2 separate regions of the Anas platyrhynchos genome follow, and region 2 is linked to region 1. The links are chromatin contacts, called in public Hi-C maps. All regions are on one chromosome and are shown on one strand. The core of a region is the stretch at or near the end of the contact, and the rest is flanking DNA. Distances in the headings are between cores, read along the strand shown. Region 1 overlaps ITPR2 (inositol 1,4,5-trisphosphate receptor type 2). Region 2 holds the start of BHLHE41 (basic helix-loop-helix family member e41).

The links. Hi-C and Micro-C count contacts between places; a contact is called where the count stands out from the background.
Region 2: a Hi-C map of subcutaneous adipose tissue shows a contact between it and region 1, with 3 times the contacts expected there. The contact joins the promoter of BHLHE41 here to the enhancer-like site in region 1. A contact is called at or near these places in 4 of 8 Hi-C or Micro-C datasets (F5 follicle, liver, skeletal muscle and 1 more).

What each region holds. Positions count from the first base shown.
Region 1 is chr1:75,167,776-75,172,687 of IASCAAS_PekinDuck_T2T, forward strand. All of the region lies in intron 37 of ITPR2 (inositol 1,4,5-trisphosphate receptor type 2), which reads left to right. Among named protein-coding and RNA genes, the nearest start is that of SSPN, 160 kb to the right of the region's middle. Within about 2 kb of position 2,951, at least 5 of the 8 cell types and tissues checked have an H3K27ac peak or open chromatin away from gene starts, as enhancers often do. A contact at or near this core is called in F5 follicle and subcutaneous adipose tissue, where this site is marked.
Region 2 is chr1:75,348,993-75,354,148 of IASCAAS_PekinDuck_T2T, forward strand. BHLHE41 (basic helix-loop-helix family member e41) reads left to right here and starts at 3,577. Exons shown (of 5, transcript XM_027450016.3): 1 at 3,577-3,931; 2 at 4,099-4,162; 3 at 4,341-4,448; 4 at 4,586-4,697; 5 at 4,778-5,156. The coding sequence starts at 3,870.

The DNA of each region.
Region 1 (4,912 bases), core at 1,701-4,200:
TTGCATTTTTATTCTACTGCCTTGTGTGGAAATGTCTGCATGAAGAGAAAAAAAAAACAACAACAGCAAAAGTAACAAGTTTAAGGGACTGCTTTGGTCTGTGGTGTGCTTAGTCAGAAACAAGTAATTTGTATTGCAGAAATCTGGGCAGAGTGCTACCTATTTCTGTATGTGTGTGCAAATAACCTGCTATGCCATGCAGCCAAAGGAAAGGGAGTCAAATGAGAGCAGAGCTGGCTGCATTTTAGTGTGCAGAGCACATGTGTTGAGCTAGGATTAGGAGGAGGCAGATGAACTGGCTCCTTCTGGGGTCTTAACTGATGTACTGGGAGGTTAGTTGGAAGGGCTGGCCCTCTGGAGAGTGATCTGCAGATAGGCTCTTGACTTAAGTGAAGCTGTTTATATAAACAGATGATTTCCATACCTGTGATACTGAAAGAGCTTGTTTTAACTCAGTAGCAAATTCTAGCATACCAGGTAATCTAAATGCAGGGGTTTGTACTTCCTTTTTTTAAAAAAAAACAAACAAAAAACAGAACAAAACAAACAAAACAACAACAACAACAAAAAAAAAAAACAACAACAAAAACTAGTCAGACAAGTTAACTAGTTGATACATCTGTTAATTCAACATGTATTTAAACTAATTTTTAAACACTAAAGGATTTGAAACTGGAAGAAATAGTTCACTTGATTTCTTAAACCCTCTCTATCATTCCTATTTCTCTACACACTTCTTCCTTTTCTCTTTCATTCTGATTTTTAGCTGAAGACAGACTTTATTTGAGAGCAGGAAAGGAAGTGTTGCTGGGATGATGTTTTCTTTTGAACTAACCTATAGTTTATGGCTAGTTTTAGACGTTTCTGCGTCTTAAATTCAGTGCTTTGACTGCCCCACTCAAGAACCGTGAGGTAATAAAATCAGAGTAAATTAAATGCATTTTCTCAAGCCCTCTGCACGATTCCAAACTATTAATTTCACGCTACAGCTTTGCTGAATGAAAAGGAGCTACTTTAATGCCTCAGACTGCACAGTGCACGTACATCTCTGTCTTCCAGTAGGGGCCTCCAAAGCCACAGGAGGTGGCAAACCAGCCCCTGGGCAGCTGCAGCTGTGCACAAAGGGGCTCTTTCAGACACGTTCTTGCTAGAAAAGCACATGTGCAGCTAAAACAAATTACAGTGCCCATCTGACTTGAGCAAGAGCCACCGTGGGGAAACTGTCTTATTTTTTCTGAAGTTGGTGAATATATATATTGCACTAAAGCTTGTTTCTGACTTGGTAGACACTGTGTGTTTGTGCCCAGACTGACTTCATTCTAGATTTTTGTGCTGTGAGATGGGTTGCTGAAGGACAAGGTAAGGGAACTGATCTCCCCTCTGACAGGCTGGCTACTTGAATATGTTGTCACTTTTTGCCATGAGTCTGTTGCCCAGTCCCTGCAGTCCTTGCAGTGTATCGCTGTGGTGGAACGTGGCAGGGCAGCGGAAGGTACTTTCAAGTATCATAAGCCATCTCCTGTTTTGGGCTCGTCTCCAGAGGACCAAATGACTCACCTTCAAAGGTCTCTCTGAAAGTAGAACCAGACTTTGTGTATGACAGTGCAGAACCTAGCAGTTGGCTTGGTGCCCATTTTCTCTGCCTTAAATCAAGCAAACAGTGTGCTCATGGGCTTTGTGAATGAAAGATTTGTTGAACAAATAGTATGAAGTCTTAACAAACACTGATTTAGTAAGCTTGGCTTTGGATTATTTGCATAAATTATTGTTCTGAAGTTGGCTTTTATTGGGAAAAAGCATGCCTTTTTTATTTGCTGAAATGTTGGCATACATGAAAGGAGTCATTTCTCGAGTCGTACAGACTTCAAAGACTCATTCTGCTGCGCTGGCTAGCTGCAGTTGCAATGCCCTTTCTCCTGAAGGAATAATTTTGGGTCAAGGTGGCTCCAGAAACCTACAGTCCAGAGAAAGACAAAACAAAGAGATGTGGACAAAGCACTGTTCATTACAGAGCGCCTCACGGTGTACAGGCACTGAAGATGAGTATGCATGGGATAGCTGGCAGCTTGCAGCTCAGTAAGTTGGATGTCAGTATGAGGCCGGTGCAAGTTGTGATGCATGTTAACTGTGTGCTGCTCCCAGCGCTCAGCTGTGACCTGCGGCTTTTGTATTTGGCGATGCAGATCTGCAGATGGTGAAACTGGTAGGAATCCCATTGCCTGAAGTGCATCTAGCCCCTGCCTGTGACACGGGGAGGAGTGTGCTTTTATCCGCAGCAGTTAATATATATCCATTACTAAATAATGCCTGCCTTGTCTATGGAAAATCCCTTCAGGTGAGTCATACCTGGCGTGATCAGTACGTGCTAGGCACAAGAGGGCAGTTACCTCCCTGCACGTGCTCAGGGGCTGCTTAGGGCACAAGGTGGGAGACTCTCAAGTGGGCCAGGAAGGAGCAGGGACACGGCCTCTGGCCTCTGTGCACCTTGGGGTGAGGGGGAAAGGCATAGTCAGTTGAGTAACCCCCATCTCCGGGGCTTGCCAGGCCCCACACCCCCGTGGTGAGCAGCAGGTGCCCGAGGAACACACGGGTGGCTGCTCTCCGAGCAGCAGTACCACAGCCTGTGCTCCCCCAGGAGCACCCTCAGTTAGGCAGGGAGGCCAGCTCCCGTGGCCCCCCAGCGTGGGGCAGTCAGTGTGAGGAGACAGCTTTTACCTTAGGTGTTGTGCGTGTCTTCACCCACTCTAATCTCCTCCGCCTCGTGAGCGATTTAATGAAGCGTTTTGGCTGGCAGAGGGGAGCGGTCCCGTTCTCCCGTGCCGCTGCAAAAGGTCCCCGACACATGTGAGTGTCCATGTGAGCGGGGCACGCAGGCTGGGGCTGCGGGGCATGATGGCAGGAGAGGCCAGCCGCCAAGCCGATGAGGCGAGGCAGAGCGCCGTCCTCCCCAGCCAGCAGCCGCGCGTGATTATGTAACGCCTGCAGTGTCTGGCACCGCGTGCCGGCAGAGCCCGTCACGTGTCGTGCAACGCTCTTGGCCCTGAAATTCAATTAGGTTGTGCCGAACGATCGTGAGTCTGCATGAGATAAGCTTTTGCTGTTGCACACTAGAAAGCAAATGGGTTGATTAGCCGCACATGAATTGATAAATTGCTCCTGTAATTCCAGCAAGGGTATTTGCATTGCGTATACATCATCATGCCACCAAAAAGAGCCTGAAATTAAGCATTATGTAACCTGGCTCGAGCAGCAACAACAACAGCAGCAACAAAAGGAAACAAACAACGATCTCTCCTCATTCTCCCCTGCCCTGCCACTGCCAAGAGATCACAGAAAAAGGTTTTGTTGCTGCTTCGCAGAGGGCTTCGGTCCTTGTCTTGTTTGCCTCTAAAAGCAGCTTCACAGGCAGCAGAGCAGACTCTTCAGGTTTCAGTGTGACTGACAGGTTGGTTGTCAAGAGGCTGACAGTTTTGGCAAAGCCTGCTGGTTTGTATACACCAAAGTTTGTGCATGCAGGTGGCCTGTTATTACTTTTCATAATTTTTTTTGTATGTGAGACTCCCTAGTGGTGTTACACAGGGGTGTCTGTAGGAAGTTGCAAATGTTCTTGCCATAAACCTCTTGCCTTTTACTCAGTCCTCTGCAAAAAGAGGGTCCTGTGGCTGGGGGGAGAAAAAAAAAACGAAAACAACTGGGAGGAACTGGAGCAGCTTAAAATTATAGCAACAGTTTTCATTAATAAGCAGCCAAAGAACAAATTGACATAACAGAACTGAAGGGCAGAGAAGTGATTTCCCCCATCTACCACTCTGCAACATTCACCCCACCATTTCTCCAAAATACCTTTTTCTAATCCATCGTTCCCCTTCTGCTAGAAGCTAATGTTCATTGTCTTATCCTCGAAAAGAATATTGTTGCCCAGGAACTGAGAAGAAACCAAACCCTCTGAAATTTTAAGCTGCATTAAATCTTCTCTGCTTTCTTAGGGCCAGAATATACTGTTTACAGGCAGTCTTTGTAGTAGTCAAAACATTTTCTTCTTAAACATTTCCCCTGCCACCAATATAGTAAGAAAATAGTCATTTATACAGCTGTACTTGCAACAAAATCCAATGTTGCTTGATAAGATCAGGTATACTGGTTGTGCATTTGGGGAATATTCAGCAAATAATACCACTTTATATGATACATGCTCTATTATCTTGTATTTATTATATTTTCAAGAGGAAGATATTGTTAGAGTCACTTTTTTATTATTAATAAGCATTACAAATTATATATTTCTGATGTTTAGTGAAGATTTTTCTACGCTTTTCTATTTCTATTCCACTGTCTTTTCACCTCATCTCTGTATACGCAGTTAACATACTGATGTTTAAATATACATTGTGATGTGTAGTTACATAACCCTGTCCTGCAAGGAGCTGAAAAGTCATCTTTGACTTTCCCTTCTTTTTTAAAACTAACAGCCTTTGTGGATAATCTATCACTATTAAAAGACAGAGGGAGGCATGCTGCAGCTACATAAAGATCATTTTACACAAATTGGAATAAAATAATACAAATTATACTGCAACAAATATCATATGCTACATTTCTGCTAGCCAGCAAGTCTTAAATCCGGAGTGTATAGATGTGTTTGCTAACGAGTGGATACTGAGTTGATTTAATGAGTTGGTGGTGCAGTCGGTGACTGCTCATTATCATCAGAGAATTTAACTTGCTGCAGCAACTCAGAAAATAAATGAGTATAGCTCAGACTGGACTCTGCTGTAAGTGAATTGAGAACTTTTCCTCTCTTCAGCTCTACCAGAGCTTGGTCTCCAGTGCTTCACAGTAGCCATTCAGAGCTGTATATAAGATCTTTTTACCATACACTGGTGATCCATCCAAGGAGGCCTAAGGCAGTGAT
Region 2 (5,156 bases), core at 2,327-4,826, 180 kb after region 1:
GTAACTGCACCTACCACTTCTTGTTCAAAGGTCTCAGCATGCAGCCATAAATAGCATAAATGCAACAGACCTCTTGAAAGGCTGAGGCCATTCAAGGCCTCCTGATGGCGTGGTGTGACATACCTTCCCCACCAGCCTCTGCAGCAGAGCTGGTGTGTTACATAAGGCCCAACCATCACTGGAGCACCAGATGATCAGGCTTTGCTGAGAAAGCAATTTTCCTCATCCTCCAGCTCCACTTTTGCTGCCAATGCACAGCTTTGAGGTGCATTGCGAGTGACCAAGCTGAACCCAAGGGTTCATGGACACAGCTTCTTGGCAGTGACTGCAGAAGGGGAGTTGTGGGGGGGGGGGGGGGGCGCGGGGGGGGTTGTTTTACTTGTTCCTGGTTGCTGCTCCTGCAAAACTCCCAGCAGACAGATGGGGATTGCTTCTGTTTCACACCCACAGGCCCCAGGTCTCCAGGCAGGTTTCAGACCTCCCACCAGCCAGGGTTGGAAGTGGCCTCAGGCTGGAGCCACCTTTAATTTTACTGCCCCAGGAGGCAGGGCAGCTTTTAACTGCAGCCCAGCTACCTGCAAACAGTTTGCTTCACTTGAGACACATCTTTAAAGGGAATTTCCAAACTGACAGCACAGTTCCTGGTGTTTATCATGCAGTTACACCCACACGGTTCTGAGGACTGGCCTGCCCCCTATCACACCTGACTTTCTGCTCCAGTGCCTCTGTTTCGTTGATCTGACTTTCCCAGGTTTGGATGTGTCTGTGCTCTCCTGTCACCACCATTCCTCTTGAGCTGATCAGCTTGGTCAGTGGTAGCCCAAATACCACTCCAGCTTGCCTGGTCTGGTAGAGTTTGGGCCGTTTCTAATATCACCCAGGCCATGGGGTTCCATGACCTAGGACTGCCTCAGTGACCAACCTCCCTCATGTAGTTTGTTTTGTTTTGTTTTGAATTGGTTTTGAAAAGTAGTGGGCCCTGATCGCTGCCCCTCCAGGCTGGCTGTAACCCCATTGCCGCAGCTGGCTGGGCGTCCTGCTCTCACCCAGTGCTGCAGAGGCCTTGCTGCACCTTGTGCCTCCTCCCAGCCCACCACCTGCCCTCAGTCAGGTTGTTTTATTTCTGCTTCAGAATTCAGCTGTGTATCTGCATGGCTGCCGTCTCCCTCGTTTTACATTCTTCAGGTATGCATGGCAGTCTGAAATGGAAAGTTCTCTCCTTCCTCTCGTTACTAGCTTCGCTGACAGGCCTGCCGGTGACTGACCAACCTCTCACCAGTGTCTGCTTCCTGGCCTCATGCTCTGCTGCAACCAATGATTTAAGCACCTTGGCAAACTCCTCTGCTTCTCACAGTGTCTTTGGCTTCCCATTAAACACATTAAGAGATATCGCTTCTGGCTCAGGAAGTCTCTACACCGTGGGCCCCTGGGACCTGGGGGACAGGGCTGGGGAGCTTTCCTTGCACGCAGACACTGCTCAGTCGCTCCTCCCTAGGCATCTCCTGATGGACACCAGGACAGCCAGACCTCTTTTTTGACCCAGTTTTCGTCTGCTCTCATTTTGATTTTTTCCCTGGTCTCCATTTGGTCATCCCAAAAGTGAAAATCTACGCATAGGCTGATGTCCAATTTACCCCAAAAGTCCTTGTTAATTCCTTCATGAATACGGTGCTCCTAGGCACTGTATCTCGAAGGCATTCATTCCCTTACACTGTGGTTATTGACTGACTTGAATAAACCTCCGAAATGGAGTCTCCTCAGAGGGCAGCTTTTGCAATGACTCAGCTGGGACAGGCACTCTGATTCCTTCCTCCTAGGCTGAAAATGGTGGCGAGCATTTGGGATCAGCGGTTCTCTAGCTAGCCCTTGTCTTCAGCAGGAGGCTGTTTTTGCCCTGTGGTGACCTGCAAACCTCTGATTTCCTTTTCCGAGTGATTTTTCAGCTTCTTAACTCTTTGCTGTGGTTCATCTCAGCTTGTAAATTGGTCAAAGCTTTTTTTCTGCCGCTTATTTTCTGAAAAACATTCTTTTCTGTGATGGTCATGCTGCTGATCACCTCTTTGATCCCTCTTGCCATTTTAAACTGGGACTCTTCCAGGAGAATTTTGCACTCTCCCTAGACACTGAAGCCTTTTATCCTCGTCTGCAGGTGACCTCTTATAAACCTCTCTTAGAAGTTTCCAGATGTTGCTTGAACTTCTCTTGCAAGGCCTCCAGCTGTCTCAGATCATGTTTTGCATCTTTTGATCATTTTCAATTTCCATTCCCACCCGGTTTTAGAGGAATCCCACAATCAGGATTTCTCCTCCTGAAAGCTAAGTCTCGCTCCGGACGTTGTTGCCGTAATTTGAACATTTGCAGGTTGTCCCAGAGAGGATGAAGCTGGCAGAGATGCTCCAGGTGTTCCACGAGGAGGTGCTCCAGAAGTGCTCCCCCCTGATCCCTTGTATCAGTTAGGGAAAGCAGGCACCCCACAAGCTCCCCCCTCCTTCCCCAGCCCCAAAATTCCCCATCCCGAGGGATCTGGGCCGCAGCTCTCCCCCCCCTCCCAGCGGCAGCGGCTCGGACCTCTCCCCCCAAACACCTCCAGGCGTGCGGCGCCCAGTTTATTTTTAGCCCGTTTTCGTGGCACTGGCAACGTGAAAATGCCATTAGGCTGCCGGGGAAGGAGCTGCACCAGCCTGCAGTGCCGCTTGCTTCCCGGCCGGGAGAAGAGGCTGCAGCCTGCGGCCCCTCTGCGGAGCCCTCCCCGCTCCCGGCCCCTCGTGCAGCCCCTGCGTGAAAAAATCACGAGTCACGCGTGCGTGTGCCCGTGTGTCACCCCCTCTGTCTGTCTGCCCGTCTGTCTGTCTGCCTGCGTGCGTGCTGCTGCCATTTCCCGGCGGGCACCTCCCCGCCCGCCGCCCCCCCGCACGGCCCGGGCCCCGCACGTTGCGGCACGGCCGGGGGGAGCGGGGGGCACGGGGGGCAGCGACACGAGCACACGGGCACCGGGGGGGGCGCGGGGCGGCGGCGGTGGGAGGTCGGGTCACGTTGGCGGCCCTGTGCGCGGCGTGAGGAGGGATTATGTGCGGCGGGGGGGGGATGGCAGCAGCGATGGGAACAGGGGAAAGGCACGCTTGAAAAGAAAAGGGAAAATAACAGAAGTGTAAATAATAAAAAATGAAATAAAAGGAAGTAAAAATAATAAAATAAAATAAAATTACAAAATAAAATAATGCAAGAAAACAATGCAATGCAATAAAATAATGCGATAAAATAAAATAATGCAATAAAAACAAAACCCTCCAAAATTTAAAAAAAAAAACAAAAAAAAAAAACAAAAAAAACAACAAAAAAAAAACATTAAAACATCAAAACGCAGGGCCGAAGCGCGGCGGCAGAGGTACGCAGGGGAAGCCGGCCTCTCGCAGGGCGGCCCCAGGGGCCGGCGGCGGGGACCCTCCCCGTCCCCTCCCCTCCGCAGCCCGCCGGGGGCTCCCCCCTCCCCGCCCCCCCTTCCCCGGGCCCCGCCCCAGGCCCCGCCTCCCCGCCCGCCCGGCGCGCGCCGCACGTGAGCCGGGTGCGGGGCTGGCTGGCGGCGCGCGTGCCCCGCGGGCAGGCTGGGCTCGGCGCGGCGCGGCGGGCGTGTGAGCGGCCAGCGGGAGCGAGGCGGGCAAGGGGAGCGGCGGAGGCAGCGGGGGGGGCAGAGCCGCGCCGCGCCGAGCCGAGCCGAGCCGAGCCGTGCTATCGCATACTTTGGCCGCTGCACGGGAGAGCGGGGCCGGAGGCTGCATGTGCACAGAGCCACCCGCGGATCTGCAGGGACCGCTCGCAGCATCCCACGGCTTCGACCGAGAGCAGCGACGAGACAGAGGCCGCCGCCAGCCATGGACGAAGGAATCCCCCGCCTGCCGGAGCGGCAGCTCCTGGAGCACAGGGATTTTCTGGGGTAAGGCGCCGGCACGCTGCCTCCCGGCTCGGCTCGGCTCGGCGCGGCTCCCGCGGGACGCGCTGCAGGGCGCCGGGGGCAGAGCTGGCCGCCGTGCCCGGCTCCGCTCGCCCGGTCGGGGTCTCTGGCTCCCGCCGCCGCCGCAGGACCTTTGTGTTTTTCTGCAGGCTGGACTATCCGTCCCTGTACATGTGCAAGCCCAAAAGAGGCATGAAGAGGGACGAGAGCAAGGTAAGAGGAAGTTTTCCGGGGCTGCCCGAATTTCTCGGCGCGGCTTCGCCCCCCGGAGCATCCCCGCCGCCGGCGCTTGCCACTGTCCCTGGGGGGGCGGCGGAGGCCGGCGTGACACTTGTTTTGCTTTCGGTCGGCGTGCCCCTACCGCCCGGCTTCTCCGGGTTTTGCTCCCTAGGAGACATACAAGCTGCCGCACAGGCTGATAGAGAAGAAGAGGCGAGACAGGATTAACGAGTGCATCGCCCAGCTGAAGGACCTGCTGCCCGAGCATCTGAAGCTGACGGTGAGAAGTGGGACTGCCCCTGCGTGGGGTGCGGGTGGGGTGCGGGCACCCCGACCCTCAGCTCGGGGGCCGCCGTCCCTGAGCCATGGGCACACCACAGGCTGTCGAGCCGACGCCTCCCCCCTCTGTCCCTGCAGACGCTGGGACACCTGGAGAAAGCAGTGGTGCTGGAGCTGACTTTGAAACACCTGAAGGCGCTGACAGCCTTGACGGAGCAGCAGCACCAGAAGATCGTCGCCTTGCAGAGCGGTAAGTGGGCCCTGGGGGGAGGCGCAGAGCCGGGCGGCTCAGGACGAGCAAACACCATCCCCTCTCGGCTTTCCCCGCAGGGGAGCGGTCCATGAAGTCTCCCGTGCAGGCCGACCTGGATGCTTTCCACTCGGGCTTCCAGACGTGCGCCAAGGAAGTGCTGCAGTACCTCTCCCGCTTCGAGAGCTGGACCCCCCGCGAGCAGCGATGCGCCCAGCTCCTCGGCCACCTGCACTCCATCTCCTCGCAGTTCCTCGCCGGCCCCCAGCTCCTGTCCCCGCCGCCGGGCCCCCTCACCAAGGGATCCTCCTCCTCTTCTTCCTCCCCGCCCGCCCCCCCCTGCCACAAGCCGGAGGGCCAGGCTAACTGCGTGCCCGTCATCCAGCGGACTCACGCCGCCGAGCTCAGCGCCGAGACCGACACGGACACGGACAGCGGCTACGGCGGCGAGGCCGAGGG